2 separate regions of the Triticum aestivum genome follow, and region 1 is linked to region 2. A link is a contact called in public HiCAR-type data. All regions are on one chromosome and are shown on one strand. Each heading gives the region's core, a stretch centred on a gene start, on an enhancer-like site or on the middle of the called end of the contact. The rest is flanking DNA. Distances are from core to core; before and after follow the strand shown.

Region 1 (2,700 bases), core at 137-2,636, 150 kb before region 2:
ACAACAGTAGGAAAGGGTACTCTGCTGTATAATCTTATTCTATCAGCGGGAGTACCTTTCTTCACAACACAATTCCCGCTGCCTAATTCCTAACGTTCGGCACAATCAAACTAGTTAAGCTTTCACAGACATTCCAAGCACGCCACAAGCAAAGCACATTTGACCAAATCGTTCCCCCTCCTCTCACCCCAACAATTCTAATTTCCAATTGTCCGGCTCGAAATTTTCCAATAGTCAAAATATTCAGAGGCAGCAAAATTGAACAGGTAGGTAATGGTTGACCACGGGGCAGCTGGTACCTGCAACACGATAGAGTAGATCACGTCGGCGTACTTGACGGCGAGGTTGAGCGACATGCACCGGGCCGGCGCGAGCGCGTAGCAGCGTATGTGGCTCCTGGGAATATTGCCGAACGCCTTGCGGTTGTTGACCACCAGCACCGTCATGAGCGCGGCGATGCCGGAGCCGAGCGAGTGCCCGGCGAAGATGAGCTTGCAGTCGGGCCCCTGCTGGCGCAGCAGCTCCCGCAGCGTCTCCGTCTCCCTCTCCAGTATGAACTGGGCCGCCTTGAGCAGGCCGTGGTGCACGTAGCCGCCGTCGAACATCTGCATCCCGAGCTTGTTGTCCATCAAGACCTGCAACGAACGGGCGAATCGAACGGGTTCACATTCCGTTCCCGCGGAGATGAAATTCACCCTGGGCTGCTGGAATCGGGGATGCGAAGCGGGACCTTGTAGTCGGCGTTGCGGACGAGGTTGAGGCCGCGGACGGCGAGGACGACCTCGTTGCGGAGGCGGTCGACGTAGACGAGGTAGGGCGGGCAGGCGGTGCCGACCTCGTCGTAGGTGGTGCGCTTGTGGACGCCGGCGCCGTCGATCTGGGTGTAGCCGCGGGTGGCCGGCATGAGCTTGGGATTGTCGAGGTCGTCGGAGATGGCCATGATGATCTGGCAGATGCGCGGGACGGGCTCGAAGTCGTCGGGCGAGGCGGGCGGCCAGGTCTCGCTGTCGTAGGCGCCGATGTAGGTGAGGCGCTTCCACGCCCAGCGCACGCACCCCACGCACAGCACGCACTCCAGCCCGCACGACACCGACATGGCTGGCCGCCTCCCCGCGGCGCGCCGGCGCTAGGCCTCGGAGGAAGGCGCGCTCGGGCTGCTGGCTCTGCTTGGCGGGGCGCCTCCACGGCGCGGCGCGGTCTATGTGGTGGTCGCCTCGTCTCCCTCCGCCAGCCGAGCCGCCGCTGTTTTTCTATTGGATTGCTTGCCTTGGTTGTTCCGGAAGCGACGAGGTTGAGCTGGAGCGGTGGCGGTGGGCCGGTGGCGATGGTGGTGGGGTGGGGGAGGAGTGATGTGAGATGCCGCTGCGCTGTGCGCGCACTTGGGGCGGGGGGTCGGGTTTTGGTCGCCTTTTCAACGCGGCTGCGCCAGCGCTCCGCGGGCGAGGCCGAGGACCGCCGAGGATTGGTCATTGGTCTAAAACGGCAGGAGGAGACGACCAGCTGGCGTTGCTTCTCCGAAACTTCTGGCTCACCTTCTCACCCGTGTCCATTCGCATTTACACAGGAGGCCGGATTTCTCCGATGGGAGGATGTCGTAATTTCGTGGTAGTGTATGGGATATAGGGCCAGTTCTTTTCGCCCTATAATTCTAGAGAATTATCAAAACTGCCCATAAAATTGTCTGTTCAGTTCTTTTCTGTAATTCCAACTTGTAATTGTTGTATGAAGTCGTTCGGTCGAGCTGGCCGAGTGACATATTGGCTGTAATTTGAGTCCCCAATAGGGGTAGTAGTTCAAACCAAACAGTTTTCTTTTGAGGGCCCGGCTAGAATTGCCAGAATTGCCGAGTTTTCATGATTCTCAAATACACTAGCGATTCTGATAATTCTCGGATGATTCCTGGGGAAGAAACGAGTTCTTTTGCGATTGTGATTCTCCGGGCAGTAATTCTTCAGAATTGAGCCGAAAGAACTGGGCCATAAGAGGGAAGTGGACTACGAGCACTCGGCGACGCAGCCCTTCGAAATCTGTATGTCCATTATTATCTCGGAATGGGTGTACTTAATGCAATTTACTTTTGATTCTAACCAATACGAGAAGTATACAACGTGGGAACAATGAATCACATTTATTTCGGCCCCACAACTCTGCCATGGGCTCATGACACATGCGAGGAAGCTCGGGTTAAGATGGAATAGAGTAAGTTTGTGACAATTAAGTGGGAACAGGTTGACGAACGTCAACCATGCACAAAGCACATGTCAAGGACGAAGGCCAAAAGCATGAAGCTCACGACCTCAACAAGGAGGACGACGCAGGAAGCGGCCAGCTTCATGCTTGGATGCAGTACCGCTGGCTGTAGGATTGAAGGCCATGGTGCCGACGGCCTGGGAAGACGTGGTGTCACTGACCCGATAAGCTAGACCAGCGACTGCATCAATTTTCTCATCATCAACGGCATAATCTTACACTGGCTTTTTTCTCACACATTTCTCGCTGGTCGCGTCCACATGGTGCGCGGCAAGCTCGAGTGACTACCTAGTTCGTCCTCAACGTTGTTCCTCGCCGGCGGCATGGTGTTCCTTGTTCCTCCTGGCTTTTTCCCACATCCACATTGTTGAAGGAGGAGACTAGGAGCAAAAAGAGAAGAGGGAAAAGTAGAAACAGGAAGAAGAACATGTGCAGTGTCACTTATGGTGG
Region 2 (2,700 bases), core at 21-2,520:
AGAAAAGGTGCATGTGGATCCCCATTCCCATTCACGTCGCCTAACCCCTTTCCCATTCTCTATTTTGTGGACTCGATGATGTGTTGCAAGGAGGGGAGAGAAGGTGCACGTGGATCTTCATCCTTGTGCACACCGCCTAAGCCCTCCCACACTCTCTGTTTGTGTGCTCGATCACGTGTTGCGATGAGGGGAGAGAAGGTGTGTGTGGATGTGCTTGACGACTAGCGCTACTAGTCGCCAAGAGTTGATGTGACCAATCGCGAGTGATGCTAGGAGCGACTTGGCGATTCTACGACCTCTTATTAACGATGTTGGAAGGGGCTAGTGGAAACAACCATGGCCGACTGGTGGCGTCAAATGTTGCAACCGTAGGTCGTAGGTGCAGTGATCGACGACGTTATGTGCTGCAGACGACGTCGCTAGGCGTGACGAGCGTCCAATGTTGTGACCTGCCAGCCGTTCGGTTTTTTCGTTGGTTTTTTTCATAACAAAAGTTCATCAAAATCTATCAACATGAGATCTAGTTTTGAAGATCTCGACACATGAATCCAATGGTGAAAACGGTTCAAGATTTGGACGCATGATTTAAGAGTAAAATATTTTGAATAAACGGATCTGCGAAAAAAAGGAAAACTCTCAGCTTGCGACAAGCGGCGCACATGCTCATGCTTAATTACTTTTTTTTAGGGATTCATACCCAGTTAGTGATTTCGTACTCTATTCGGCTCTTTTTTTTTAGTAGAGCGGAGCGGTGTGAAACAGGCCCGCTAAGGACTTGCGGCTTTTAACGGGCTTTGCTGACTTTAACTTTGCAGGCCGCGGGAACTAGCGTTGAACTCGTATTGGGCCCGGCCAGCATACAAGGCGGTTTAGCCCACCGACTGGCGCCAGTTATCTCCCTCTCTCTCTCCGTGGCAGTGCTGTTCGGGAGGCTCTAGCCCTGGCCAAAGATCTGAACTTGCAGAATCTACACGTTGCATCAAACTGTAAAGTGGTGATTGAGGACATGAAGGAGCAAAACCCAGCTGGTTATGGTGCAATTCTACATGAAATAACTGACCTTGCGAATGGTTTCGTAGAGTGTAATTTTGTTCATGAGTATAGGAGCTCCAACTTCGAGTCTCACAATCTAGCGAAGCATGCTTTAAAGTTAGGGGTGGGCCACCATGTTTGGTTAGGACACCCCGGTAATCTCGTTTTTGTCCCTGTAAACATTTATCAGGATCAATAAAAGCTTCGCGTGATTGTCTAAAAAAAAAAAAGCAAATAAAAGCAGAACCCAATCCACTGGGACCCGCACCCAAGTCGTCCTTCTCTTCCACCCTAGAAAGAAAGAAGTCGTCTCTCTCCTCCCAACTCCGCATCCGCCCTCGCCTCGAGCCTCCATCGGCAAACCTCGCCGAGACGCAGACCGACCACGACACCGCCGCCGTCCAAGGCCCAGAGATCCGAGCCCCCCTCGCCCTCCCTTCCGTGCTTCCTGCCAACGACGGGAGGCGGAGAATCCCCCACCCCACAGATCCAGGATCTGCCCGCCGCCGGAGAACCCTAGAGGGTCCACCCAGGCCCGGAGGTGACTTCCCTGACCTTTCGGAACTACGCTAGCACTGGTATCACTACGAATATACTCCTACTTCGTTGATTGGGTCGCTGGCATGCGCAAAGCCCTAGCGCGGTGGGATCCCGTGGGTTCTTGGTAACCGCGGTGCATGTTTATGTTGTCATGAACGGGAGCCGGATTTATGTTCTTCCAGTTCGGTGCTGTTCGTGGGAACCCCCGATGGCGAGGCTGGGTAGCTTAGGCGCTATGGTAGTGACTATGGTGTAGACTGCTCTGTTGTTAGAAGAGTGTGATAAGAAGGATGGATGCAGAGATCTAGCCAGGCTGTCCTCGTGAACCTGATGTGTTCTACAAATTAGCTTTTCTTGTACTACTTCACTTCCTATGTTGACTGGTAAAGGTTACTTGCATTCGGATGCCTGGTGTACCTGATAACCTGATTGTTATTGTCATCCTGAACGGTGACGAAAACTTCGAGAAGACTGAAGTTTATCAGCCTATTATTCGTAGTGTATGTGTCGGACAAGCACAATAGTAGCGTAGTAGGAAGTTTGGATGAGCTGCTGCTTCTGGAGTATTGTTCCTTTTTTCTACTAGTATAGAAACCAGTGACCTTAATTTGATGGGTTTTTTTCTATATCGGTGGGTGCATCTTTGTTACTCTGCTTGCTTACACCACATCACTATTAAACTTCTTTGTCCTTGCAGGGCTTTCTCCCTATTGAATCCAAGTTTTCATTGTAATGGAGGCAGCTTTGAATATGTCACTTGATGATATGATTAAGAACAGAAGTGGGAGGGGAAGAGGAAGGGGAAGGGGACAGAGGGTTGGTCGAGGCCGAGGTGATGGCCAAAGGTCAGGCAGAGGTGATGGCCAAAGGCTAGGCCGTGGTTTAGGCCGTGGACGCGGTGCTGGAACCTTCCGTGGAAGGGGAGTGCCTTACCAAAGGCCACTTGGTGTCAATACTCGCTCGTCATCGTATGCTATTGCCAAGGCAAGCACAAAACCATCGCTGTTTTACTGTATACCCTCAAGAACCCAAATTACAATACATACTTGACAAGAAGTGGCTATGAACATAATAAATGGGACAGCTCAGACCTCAGGGCTCAGTTCAGATCATATCTTCCATACTTAT

The links. HiCAR-type assays count read pairs that join an accessible place to other places.
Region 1: a HiCAR-type map of leaf shows a contact between it and region 2, with 7 times the contacts expected there. The contact joins the promoter of LOC123149837 here to the promoter of LOC543026 in region 2. A contact is called at or near these places in 2 of 5 Hi-C or Micro-C datasets (both in leaf) and 1 of 1 datasets of contacts at active chromatin or transcription factors (leaf).

The regions. Positions count from the first base shown.
Region 1 is chr7A:171,795,380-171,798,079 of IWGSC CS RefSeq v2.1, reverse strand. It overlaps LOC123149837, which reads right to left and starts at 1,386. Exons shown (of 6, transcript XM_044569580.1): 1 at 731-1,386; 2 at 300-635. The coding sequence starts at 1,096.
Region 2 is chr7A:171,648,531-171,651,230 of IWGSC CS RefSeq v2.1, reverse strand. It overlaps LOC543026 (THO complex subunit 4D), which reads left to right and starts at 1,270. Exons shown (of 7, transcript XM_044569576.1): 1 at 1,270-1,573; 2 at 2,270-2,556. The coding sequence starts at 2,305.